Regions from separate parts of the Oryctolagus cuniculus genome. Here region 2 is linked to region 1. The links are chromatin contacts, called in public Hi-C maps. All regions are on one chromosome and are shown on one strand. Each heading gives the region's core, a stretch centred on a gene start, on an enhancer-like site or on the middle of the called end of the contact. The rest is flanking DNA. Distances are from core to core; before and after follow the strand shown.

Evidence for each region. Hi-C and Micro-C count contacts between places; a contact is called where the count stands out from the background.
Region 2: a contact with region 1 is called in a Hi-C map of psoas muscle, with 6 times the contacts expected there. The contact joins the promoter of ENTREP1 here to the enhancer-like site in region 1. A contact is called at or near these places in 2 of 6 Hi-C or Micro-C datasets (psoas muscle and skin fibroblasts).

Annotation. Positions count from the first base shown.
Region 1 is chr1:161,069,911-161,076,486 of mOryCun1.1, forward strand. The region is part of intron 2 of ENTREP1 (endosomal transmembrane epsin interactor 1); the gene reads right to left. Among named protein-coding and RNA genes, the nearest start is that of ENTREP1, 46 kb to the right of the region's middle. Within about 2 kb of position 3,276, at least 1 of the 8 cell types and tissues checked has an H3K27ac peak or open chromatin away from gene starts, as enhancers often do.
Region 2 is chr1:161,115,413-161,121,988 of mOryCun1.1, forward strand. ENTREP1 (endosomal transmembrane epsin interactor 1) reads right to left here and starts at 3,453. Exons shown (of 11, transcript XM_002708235.4): 1 at 2,555-3,453. The coding sequence starts at 2,980.

The DNA of each region.
Region 1 (6,576 bases), core at 2,026-4,525:
GGCAGAGGATTAGCCTAGTGAGCCGTGGTGCCGGCCTTTTTTCTTTTTTTGACAGGCAGAGTTAGACAGTGAGAGAGAGAGAGAGAGAGAGAGAGAGAGAGAGAAAGGTCTTCCTTCTGTTGGTTCACCCCCCAAAATGGCTGCCACGGCCAGTGCGCTGCGCCAATCTGAAGCCAGCAACCAGGTGCTTCCTCCTGGTCTCCCATGCGGGTACAGGGCCCAGGCACTTGGGCCATCCTCCATTGCACTCCCGGGCCATAGCAGAGAGCTGGCCTGGAAGAGGGGCAACTGGGACAGAACCGGCGCCCTAACAGGGACTAGAACCCGGAGTGCTGGCGCTGCAGGCGGAGGATTAGCCAAGTGAGCCACAGCGTCAGCTTGAACAAATATTTCATTTAAAAAGATACAGAAATGGACAGCAAGCACAGCAAAATGTGCTCAACATGATTATTCATCACTAATGTTAATTAAAACCCCAATGAAATACCGTTTCACACTGAGTAAAATGGTTACAATCTAGAGACTGGTAATATCAAGCGTTAGTGAGGATGAGGAGGACGTGGACTCTTGGACATGGCTTCTGTGAATATAAGACAGTGCAATCACTCCAGAACACTGTTAACGTCTCTAAAATGAACTATAATTCTCCTAATCTCCCATGCAGAAGAGCTGCAAACAATTTCTAGACACGCTCCCCCTCGGCTCCCTCCCATTGCCTCCTACAGAACACAGCGAGGACAGTGGAGTGGTTTTCCAGGGCTACATCAACCAGCCAGCAAGGTTAGCACCAGTGATAAGCATTGTCAGTGCCACGTACCTTTCATAAGATGTTGTGAAAACAGGTTTTCATGCTGTGTCTTCCTCTCCCAAGCTCATAGCCATCTCAGTCTAACCATGAGAGAGACATCAGACAGTCCCAAATGAGGTATGTCCCACAAACACCTGAGGAGTACACCTCAAAACTGTCCAGCTCATCACAAACAAGCAAAGCCTGAGAAACTGCCACAGCCACAGTGAGCCTACAGAGACAACCAAAGGCAACGAGGCGCCCAGGAGGGGGTCCCAAAGGACATTCACAAAAATGAGTATCATGTAAAACAGCACGGTCTTTGGTTGACAGCAACATAGCGATACTGATTCATAAATTGTGACAAATGTACTGTCCTAACAGAAGGTATCAATAACGGGGTGAACTTGGTGTTGAGCACATGGGACTTTAAGGTACTGTATTTTTGTAAATCTAGACTATACTGAAATTAAAATTTTACTTTGAATAAGGGGGAAAAAACCCTGACTACACATTATAGCATATTCAAACAATGGAATACTTCCAGAAGGAAAAAGGAACAAATAGCGGCCGGTGCTGTGGCACAGTTGGTTAAACCACTGCCTTGCAGCACCAGCATCCCATGTGGGTGCTGGTTCTAGTCCCAGTTGCTTCAGTTACCATCTAGCTCCCTCCTAATGTGCCTGGGAAAGTAGTGGAAGGTGGCCCAAGTCCTTGGGCCCCTGCACCCACTTGGGAGACCCAGAAGAAGCTCCTGTCTCCTGGCTTCGGATCAGCTCAGCTGTGGCCATTGCAGCCATCTGGGGAGTGAACCAGCAGATGGAAGACCTCTCTCTATCTCTATCTCTGTGTCTCTCCTTTTCTCTCTATAACTCTGCCTCTCAAATAAATACATAAATATATAAAAAGGAACTAAAAACAATTAAAGAAAACCAACCTAAATCTAAAAAAAAATTACATTGAGTGAATGAAGCCGGATCATGTATGACTTCACTTCCCTAAGGTTCATGAGCACAGAAAATAATCTGTAGTGACAGACATCAGAATCATGACTGCCCATCAAGGGTGGGGATGGGGAAGGAAGACAGCAACTGGGAAGAGACACGAAGGAATTTTCAGGAGTGAGAAAAATGGTCTATGACTTTTCTTGGGTGCTGGTCATACATGTGATTTCAATGGTCAAAAAAAATCTATCTAACTGAACACTTATGATCTGGGATTTCACTGTATATATTATGAAGACTAGATTTTTAATAAAAAGAACAGAAAAGAAGATCCTGACTCCAGCTACTAACGCAGGAGTAGGAAATCCCACAATGAATAAGGCTACTTCTAGAATATCTGAACTCAAACAACAAGAGCACAGGATGCACCAGGGATCCCCTCCTCAACTGGAGGGAGTGCCAATGACAAGTCACCACCAAGTCATGCAGACATCACACCTGCCCACCTCCGGAAGGAGGCCCTGGGCCCCAGCACACACACTAGGTACAAAGCCACTAGGCACTGCTCCTCAAGCATACACCTGCATATTGCTTTTTACAATTAAAACTCAAATCAAACTTAGAGACCAAAGAGTCACCTCAATTACTCTAGTGTAGACCACTGTAGCATCTCTGAGACCCGGGGGTATCAGGATATCTCTTTGAGAGGGAGGATCAGATTCAAGGGTACAAACTACTGAAGCTATAAGGCACTCAGTTTCCAGGCTCTGTTCAGCTCTAACCTGGTTACCACCGCATGATTCTCAAGACCTAAGCTTCCAGCTCAACTTTAATCAGTCAGTATACCCTGAAACAGAAGACAGCAAAACACCAGCTGCTAATGAAAGTCCATCACAATCGTGGAGCCCACTCAGCAACACCTGGGGAGGGGATGAATTTATATTTCTTATATTCCCATCATTCTTGCTTTAAAAAATTAACTGTAAGTGATTTGGGCATCTCTTTGTGGAAAGCAAAACCTGGTTCAAACTCAGGGTTCCCACTCACCTGCAGTGCTGTCTTGGGCAAGCCCTATGACACTCATTTTTCTCACCCATTAAACAAGTTTATCTTCCTACCGATGTCACAAGATTATTGTGAGAAGCACACAAAATGATATACAGGAAAGTCCTTTATAAACTGCAAAATGCAGTGCAAACAATTGCATCATTATTAACAACATGCATTTCCTCCCCCGGGGAGCAGCTGGAGATGACGAAGTGAAGTTCACAAGACCAGTTCACGAGGTCTGGTGCCAACACGTCATCCCTTCCCTCCTGACACGTCTCAGTTTATGGCAGCTAGAGCGGACACTCAGATTCTGAGAATAACCTGCAGTGTACTGTTTCTAAAACTTCCCCACAAGGAATTCAGCCTGCAGCCTGCACTGGGCTGCTGACAACTGTGCCCAGAATGCCTCCTGTTCGCCCAACCAGATCCTCCCTCAGCCCTTCAGAGCCCTTCACCAGCCTCGGGGAGGAAGATTTGCTCAGACTGTGCCCGTGGGACTTCGTAGCCTGCTGCAAGCCCAGAGGGAGAGGGGAGGAAGGCTGGGGCAGTCTCCTCCTCCCGGCTCCTCCCCTGCAGCCTCAAGCGAGTCCCCCCACAGAAGCCACACGTCCTCTCCACAGTCCTCTGCCCCTGACTCTGACTTCCAGAATCTGGTCACTGTCCCCTCATCCCTGTTAGCCGCCTCCCCATTCTGCACACCCTTGTGAATTGGCCCTTTATGGATCTCTTTGTTAAGATGTAATTGTACTGTACCAGCTGTTTCTCTACAAAACTTTTTCTTTTACTTAACCTAATTTTTTTCTGCTCATCAAGCGCAGTTCCTATTGCTCTCACCTCAAATTACTCATTACCTGTCCAGGGGAGCAAACACCAGCACAAGGCTCAGGGTTCCTGAGTTCTCTTGGAGCCCATTCGTCACTGGGATTGACTCTCAAGAGGCAGAAAGCCCAGAGCTGACAGACAAATGTGCTTCTAGAACTTGGATTTTAGACCATGAGACATAATGGGAGACAAAAAGCAAAGGGCTTGCCCCGCCTCACCTTGTGTTTTTTGTTTTGGTTTTTTTTTTTTTTTTTTTTTTTTTTTAGAATAGGATGTAACCTCCAGGGCCCAAGGAACCAGACCTCACACAAGGACAGGCAACATGAGCTAAGCCTCCATGCTTTGCATGTGATTTCCCATCGCTAACTTCAATCTTGAGTATTTCAAGACACTCATAGCAGAGACCTCTACGCAAAAGGCACTGTGCTCCTCAGCTCAGCACTCGGAATCCACCTTGGCTCTCATCTCTTGCAGTGGCACCGTCAGTTCATTCCAGTCTCGAGGAAGTGACCCAGGAACAGAAGGCATGGGGAAGCTGGGGCGATCCAGAGGCAACACCACTCTCACCCTGCTTAGCTATCCCTGCAAAGCATTCTTCCTGTCCCTTGCCACACAATGTTATTAAATAATGATGCCTATCACAGCTTGGGATTGTTGGTGTCTTTTCTGATACAAGATTTCATTCCCTAAATAGGCTGACTTTCCCCTACTGCCTAAGGACTTTTATTTTGTTCCTTGTCTTCCTACTGCTCCAAGTCAGGATGTCACTTAAACTCACGATCTGTGTTTAAATAAATAAACAGTCCAGTAGTGGTGGGAGGGCATCACATTAAAAATGCATGGCGGCCAGCACTGCGACTCACTAGGCTAATCCTCTGCCTGCGGCGCCAGCACACCAGGTTCTAGTCCCGGTCCGGTCGGGACGCCGGATTCTGACCCAGTTGCCCCTCTCCCAGGCCAGCTCTCTGCTGTGGCTCGGGAGGGCAGTGGAGGATGGCCCAAGTGCTTGGGCCCTGCACCCCATGGGAGACCAGGAGAAGCACCTGCCTTCGGATCAGCACGGTGCGCCAGCTGCAGCGCGCCGGCTGTGGCGGCCATTGGAGGGTGAACCAACGGCAAAGGAAGACCTTTCTCTCTCTCTCTCTCTCTCTCTCTCTCACTGTCCACTCTGCCTGCCAAATTAAATAAATAAATAAAAATAATAAATAAATAAATAAAGCCCTGCACCCATATAGGCACCAGTTTGAGTCTAAGTTGTTCCACTTCTGATCCAGCTCTCTGCTATGGCCTAGGAAAACATTAGAAGATGGCCCAAGTCCTTGGGACCCTGCACCCACATGAAAAACCCAGAAGAAGATCCTGGCTCCTGATTGGCACAGCTCCAGCCATTGCAGCCATTTGGGGAGTGAATCAGCAGATGGAAGACCTCTCTCTCTGTCTCTACCTTTCTCTGTAACTATGTCTTTCAAATAAATAAAATAAATCTTTTAAAAAATACATATTGGTTTAAAATGGGGACTTGAGCAGAAGTATTTCACACTATTTGTTCCTGAAAACCCACTAAAATAACAGTAAAAGAAAAAACTTTTCATTGTATTTATTTATTTGGAAGGCACAGTAGAGACATAGACAGACAAAGATCTTCCATCTGCTGGTTCACTCCCCAAATTCCTGTAACAGCCAGGACTGAGGCAGGCTGAAGCCAGGAGCCCAGAACTCAGTGCAAGTCTCCTGGGTAGGTGGTGGGGACCCAGTCACTTGAGCCATCACCACTGTCTCCGCATTAGCAGGAAGCTGGAGTCAGGAACCAGAGCACAGCAGTGGTGCCGTGAGTTAAGCTGCTGCTTGCAAAGCCCGCATCCCATATAAGCACCAGTGAAGTCTGGCTGCCCCACTTCAGATGCAGCGCCCGGCTGTTGCACCTGGGAAAGCAGCGGGAGATGGCCCAAGTGTGGGACCAGAAGGAGTTCCTGGCCCAGCCCTGGTCGTTGCTGCCACTTGGAGAGTGAACCTGCAGATTTAAAATCTCTCCCCTCTTCTCTCTTTTCCCTTCCAAGTAAAGAAAGAAATAAATCTTAAAAGAAAAAAAGACACAGAGCCAGGCATGAATCCTTGGCTCTCCAGTGTGGGACGCTGGTGTCTTAAATGCCAGGCTAAACACCCAACCCCGGAAAACTTTTCAGGCAGAAATCCACAAAGGCAGAACAGGAAGACAGCAACAACATTTCAGAAGGTGGCCCTGAGCAGACTGCCTCCATGACAGCAAGGAGGAAGCCAGACCCCAGCAGGATTCACTCCTGAGAAGGCCCAGATGTGCAGAGACGAGGCCTCTGGGAAAGCAGGCCTGAGAAGAGGTCTATTTTTAGTCTGCTGAAGAAGCAACTAGAAAATAGTGCAACCACTATGGAAAACTATCAGCATGTTCCAATAGAGTCAAACATCTGTGCCCCAGCACTTTCACCCCAGACATATCCCCCAGGCCAGCTGGTGCACGTGTCCACTACAAGGCACAGACAAGAATGCTCACAGCAACTTGTTTGTAACAGCCCAAACCAGAAACAACCCAAGTGCCCAAAGCCAAGAGAATGGCTAAACAGATTACAGCATATTCACAGTGGAGTAAAACCCAGCAACGAAACGGAGGAAGTCACGAGTCTCAGAAACATGACACTGAATACCGAGGCCAGACACAAAGTGTACACGCTGGCTTCACCCATACATACGAAGGGTCTTTAACAAGGTCATGGGAAATGAGCATTATGAAAATACCTTGCCTGGATTCCAAAATCCTTCCTACCAAAATAAATTTATCTTTTAATTTCATTTCCCAAGAACTTTTTGAAGACTCCTCATATGAAGCTGTAGAAAACACGAAACTAATCTATACTGGGGTAAAAAACAGAACCACAGTTACCCCGGCAGGGAAGGGGCATAGGAAAGCTTACAGGACCCGGAAACATTCTCTAGACTGGG
Region 2 (6,576 bases), core at 2,203-4,702, 46 kb after region 1:
TCTCTCTCTCTCTCTCACTGTCCACTCTGCCTGTCCAAAAAAAAAAAAAAAAAAGATTCATTTTCAATTAACTTTATACACAGATGAACTCTATATTAAGTAAAGATTTCAACATTTGCACATGAACACACACACACACAAACTGTTTAAGAACAAATTTTACAGTTAACTCTCATAATACAATTCATTGAGGACAGAGGTCCTGCATGGGAAGTTAGTGCACAGTGACTCCTATTGTTAATTTAACAACGAACACTCTTTATGTATGACGTCAGTGACCACCTGAGGCTCTTGACATGAGCTGCCTAGGCTATGGAAGCCTTTTAAACCCACAAACTCTATCAGTATTTAGACAAGGCCATAAGCAAAGTGGAAGTTCTCTCCTCCCTTCAGAAAAAAAGTACCTCCTCCTTTATGCCATCTTCTTAATATCATATTTAATTGTTCTGTAGATAGAGCAGCCATTGGTTCTACCGTCACTTTGCAAATTCTGAGCAGGTCACTAAAGTAAACCCAACCAACAGGTACCAGGTTGTATACAGACCTGGTGTGAGGGTGGGAAGAAATGGTAAATGAAAACACTTCAAAAAGCTCACAGAAAATGAAATTCAAGCATAAGTTTATTTTGATGCAAAAAGTTTTGAAAGCCATGCATAATTTTTTTCAGAATATGACTTTTCCAGGAACCTTTGGAAGACCCTGTAAATGCGCAGACTTCAAAAAATGTTGCACTGAAATAAACTTCTCTTTCAATTCCATTTCCACGGACCTTCTGAAGCGCCCTCGTATACATTAGAGAACCTGTCAGTTCCAGATCTCGGAGTCTTTCAGACTTGATCTTCTGATGGTTGGCTTTTTTAAATACACTTCATCAAATTCAGCCATGGCTTGAGAGACCTCTAAGTGCATTTACCTCTAAAATAATTCACAATAGGAAAGTGATTCCAGGTTTTAATTCCAGAAGAGAAAAGTAGTTTTTAATAATCCTAAACTAGCTCTTTTTGAGAGGATAGTAGATTTTTTTATTTTACAAAGAGCAAATCCCTAAAAATGTATGCCAGATTCATTCCTGGCCTCCGGTATTTAGAGAAATGAAATGCATCCACTGTTTGGCAGAATTTAGTCTGACAAGTGGAGTGGAGAGCCTAACGGATCCAATTCCGCCCTTGTTGAGAACACTTGCCGCTCTGGAGTTTTCCAGAACACTCGGGGAGCGTAGCAGCAGATCCCAGAGATGGGGCTACAGGGGTGGGATTTTTCCCTTGATGCACAGGTCCTGAACCTCATTCACCACAGCACAGGACCGACCCCAGCAAGATCATTCAACATCAAAACATTTCACAAGGAGAGCAAACGGGCAGCAGGGGAAGCATAAACTCTCGGGCTAGGCTCGGGGAACCCAATGTTATTCGAACAATTACTTTGGGTTCATTGAGTTCTCCCAACATTCTTAAAGTTTGGTCTTGAAACTGCTTATGTGTGGAACGGCAAATAAGCAGTTTTTACACACACACACACACACACACACACACACACACACACGGGGCATGTACCCATTACAGAGCTCAGCTGTGAGCCTTGGCAGGTTTTTGGGTTTACTTGGCTGCCTGAAAGGTTGTTTCCTTTGCTTGTCTCCCCGCCATTCAAACAAAGACCTGCTTCCAGCTCTATCAAAGCCCAGCAAACGCCACAGGGCTGGATACTTTGCAATGGTGACAGTGCTCAGAAGCAGAGCTGGCCGCAGTCTGCAGCCTTACTTAGAAACGGGCACCCTTTTGTCCCAGTGCCAGCCTTCCTGATTGGAGGAGGTGGGACCGGGGCCCCAGAGCAAGGCAGGCATCCCCAGCTCCGGACCTTGCACTCCTGAGGCTCATCCATAATGACAGGTTCAGGTTGTTGAGAAGTCAATTCTGCACAGCAGCCTGCAAGGCTCCAAGACCCACCCCCACCCGGCTTGGGCCTCCTGTAATGACCAGGTGCCAGCGGGCCTTTCCACACACCCTCTCATTATCTCCTGAACTCACCCCAAAGACACTGGAGCCAGCCTACACCAGATAACTATACATTTACATGTGCCTGCGGGAGAACAAGGGCCTGGCCCCCAGTCCACCTGTCACTTCTTCCCTCCCACAAACATGCCTACTATGTGCCAGGCCCTGGTGATAGCACCGGTGCACAAAACAAGAAGAACCGTTGCCCTCTGGGAGTGGACGTTGCCAGCACAAGCGCTCGGCTCCCCAAAGCAGCTGAGTTATTTCCTCCCACTTTCTCGCCGCACGCCCCAAATTTCCAGTCCCTCAAAGAGGTAGCTATACCCTCATTTTATCGTAGCAGCTTCATAGACAGACACAATGCTCTGTGCACTCTAATGCACTTGAACTCGGAGACACGCGTCTCCGCTCTCCAGCCCCAACACCTCCAAAAACTTCAACGCCTGTGGAGCCGTGTTCCCCGGCTGCAGCTCTGGGCGCCATCCAAGGGGGCAGTGGAGGGGACCAGCCAGAGCCCCGGGACTGGCCCCGCCAGGGCGAGCGGACAGGCGGGCGGTACTCACCGAGGAGCCAGCCCAGAACGGGCACGAGTTCTTCACCTGCGGGGAGCTGCTCAGCGACAGCGCCCCGAAGCTCAGCGCCACCATGCAGCAGCCGAGGATCAGCTGCAGCAGCCCGAGCGACAACAGCGGGCGGGCGGGCAGCAGCGCGGAGCCCGGGGCCGCGCCGGCCGCAGCGGCAGAGGCGGCGGCGGCCCGGCGGGAGGAGAGCGCAGGCGGTGCGGCCAGTACCCCGGCGGCGGAGGCGGCGGCAGCGCAGCGAGGCCGCGCCGGAGGCTGCAGCGCGCCCCGGGGCCAGCGCGGCCGCAGCGGGGGCAGCGGCGGCTCCTGGGCTGCTGCGGCCGCGGCGCCCGAGCCCCCGGCCTGCGGCCCGCCCGAAAGCCCGGCCACCGGGCAGCAGGAGCCCGGGAGCACCACGGGGAGGGACATGGACCGGCGGGGGCCGGAGCAGCCGGCGGCGGCGTTGGCGGCGGGGAGAGCACGGGGAGCGAAGCCGACGGCGCCGCGCACTGGGCACCGCGGGCGGGCGGGCTCCGGGGCCGAGGGGGAGGGAAGGAAATGCGCACGGCCCAACCACTTGCTGCCGCTGCCGCCGCCGCCGCCGCTGCCCGGGCTCCCGCCGGCCGCACCCACCTGCCGCCCGGCGGGTCCGCCTCCGGCCGGCCCCAGCGCACCCTTACTCTCACCCACGCGCGCCCAGCGCTCGCGCCGCGGCCTCGGAGTCTCTGCTGACCCTGCACCGGCTCCAAGGGGGTTCCAGGATCCGGGCTTTGCCCTCAGTGTTTCACTGAAACCCTCGCGCAGGGAGGGACCCCGTGGCCAGGGCGCGGCAGAGTTGGCACACTTAGAATCTATCCCCACCCGCCGAGCGCCGGCTGAAGGAGCACGCAGGGGACGCGCCGTGGACAGCGATCCCAAGGGAGCCCGGCTTTAAACTCCCGCCACGCGCCCCTCCCGGAAGGGTGCTGCTGGAGGAGGGGCCGTGGGGCGACCCAAGGGGGAGAGGGCTAAGCCAAGGACGTCGGGAAGGACGGGGCCGCGCGAAGTCACGGCGCCCGGGGCGCGGGAACTGCTGACGCCGTGTGCGCAGGGACTTCTCGGCAGTGAGGCCGCGCGGCGGCGGGGTGGCCGAGGGCGTGGGGCGGCGGGGGCGCTTCCCGGCATCGGAGCCGGAACGCCTGAGAAGGTTTGAGGTTAGCTCGAGAGTGCCGTGCCTCTAACCAGAACCTGGGGCGGCCGAGAGCGCACGGCAAGGGCTGCCCTCTGCTCTCCTCGCGCTGGCTCGTGATCTCTCTTAGGAGTCACCGGGCGGGAACACAGAACCCCAAACTTTCGAGGAAGCATCCTAGAAAAATCCTAATCTGCTTTCATAAATTATGGGAGGTCTTCAGAGAGAGAGAGAGAGAGCGCGCGCCTTTGCAAAATGATTTCCCCTCAGAGCATGTCTGTGCCCTCAGAATGCTAGTGCACACGAAGTCCCATATGTGAAATGATTAGAATGGATTTTTCCAGATGAGAACCCCAGCGGAGTCAGTTTGCCACGGTCACTCGCGGTATTGGAGAGCCTGTTTTGCCGGTAGGGTGGGGCTACTTCGCATTCCCCTGCCCCGTGAACCCGGGACCCTGTGGTCAGGGTTGGGGCTCTGATTCGGAGGCGGTGTTTATCCTGGTCATCACTCGCTTCAGTCCACAGTGTGATGGATCGCCCATGTGCGTGTGTTTCCATGTACACTTTTTCATTATTAAAGCACCTGTGATTAACGGTGCCTAGGACTTCCTTTACAGCTCTCAGAAATAAACGGCAAATCCTGGAGGAAAAAGGAGATGTCTATGTAAATAAACATTTTATGTCTGTTGTCTCATGCGTTTAAAAAAAAAAAAAAACCCTTACAGTGTTTTAAATTATGCTCTTAAATGGCAGGTGGTGTTAAATTAAAAGCTTCTTGGGTGATGAGGTTATAGCCTTCATTTTATAAACATGCTTAAAGGTGTTTAATTTTCAAGAATGTATTACACCGTGCACTATGGTAAGTCTGGCTGAGTCTTAAGAAATTCTCTCTGCTAGACAGATCTATTCCACTGGCCAGTCCTTGACACCTGAAACGTACTATTAAAAATGTATTCTTTGTGTCTAAGAATGTTGGTGTGAGAAGCCAGGGTATCCTCTTTCCCTCAGGATGCTTATGACTGGGAAAAAGGGGTGTCAGGGAGGTGGGCAATGATTCATTTCCTGATGAGGGTGCTGACTACCTGGGTGAGGTTTATCAAAATTCAAGGGGTTACGATTCGTGTGCTGGTATATTTCATACTTAAATAAAGTATTTCTAAGTACTTTCCTCTTTTGTCTTTCCCCTCTGCAAGTCCAGATGACAGCAGAGATGATGGGAATCCGTAGATAGACTTTCCTAAGAGTTTTACTTATTTTGTAAGGCCTTATCAAAGCTGCTAATTTGGGGCTGTTGCATTGTCTTTTCTCCTCATATGCTATTGGTCACAGTTATAGCAGCGGGTTTCCCTTCCTGGCTCTCATAAACCCAAGCCTGTGGAAGACTGTCCCAACCTTCAGGTTGATGCCAAAGGACAGTCTCAAGGATTTGGGCTTGGGATTTTTGTAACCCAAGCTTGATTTGTTGAATCCCACAACATTTGCTTACAATAAGTCTTTAGTTATACCTGATCAAGGTGTATGCAACCCAGCCCTTACAGGATGATGCAAAGCCGTTGATTTCAAATTGGCTTAAAGAAATGAAATGACTTGGAAAACAGTTGGAGCAGTTCCTCGAAAATATAAAGGTGGAATAATATTTGATCCAGTAATTCCACATACATCCCAGCAAAAACTTGTACACAAATGGCCGCATTACTCACAACTGCAATGCAATGGAAGCAAACCAAGTGTTAATCAACTAGATGAATGGGTAAGTGAAGCGTGGACTATCCATTTCACAGAATCCTTTCATCAGTAAAAAACGAATGATGTATAGGCTACGGCATGGATGGACCTTAAAAATATGCTCAGCAGGTAATCATATGTCAGCAGTGCTTCGAGTCCTGGCTGCTTTGCTTCCAATCCACCTTCCTGCTAGTGCACCTGAGAAAGCAGCAGAAGACGGCCCAAGTATTCAGGTCCCTGACACTCAAATAGGAGACCCAGTTGGAGTTCTGGGCTCCTGGCTTTGATCTGGCCCACCCCAGCCATTGTGGTCATTTGGAGAGTGAACCAGTGGATGGAAGATCTTTCTCTTTGTGTGTGTATGTGTGTCTCTCTCTCTGTAATTGTACCTTTCACATAACAAAAATTAGTCTTTAAAACAATATATTATGCTATGTGAAACAAGCCAGTCACAAAAGAACATGTGTTATATGATTCCATTTATATGAAATGCCTAGAATAGATAAATTCGTAGTGGTTGCTTGGGAGATTGAGTTGGAGGGTAGGAGCTAGAGTGTGCATTTCTTTATAACATGATAAAAATGTTCCAAAGTTGACTGTGGTGCTGATCACACAACTAAAACCCACAGAATTCCATACTTTAAATGGGTGAAGTGTGTCTGTGGTACGTGAATTATATCTCAATAAAACTAGCCCCCAAAAACGTGAAAAATAGAGTGAGGACTAACTTGCCAGACATTTGACCCAGATACACGGTGGATGTAGGTGAAAGTTCAAGTTAACAATAGATGCACTGTATTGTTTGGTGGAACCAGCTGCCAGTTTTCCCCAAGACCAAAGCTGAATCCTAAGGAAGTGCTATACACCGCCCATTAACTCTTTGCCTGCCAGCAGCTCACGGCCCACTCCCTGCACTCACGCCTACCCTTGCTGCCAGAGGGTTCAGGCTCCTTCCTCAGGTCTCTGTGGACACCTTTAAACCAATGCTTCTGTTCCTTCCATACGTCTCAGAATCCCTGCCATGTTAGCTGATTAAACGGGCTGTGCCCTGTCAGAGTGGGGGCTCCTCCAGAAACTCCTCCCTCCAAACACATACCCTGGCCAATCTGCCTCCATGTCTCACATGTAAGCA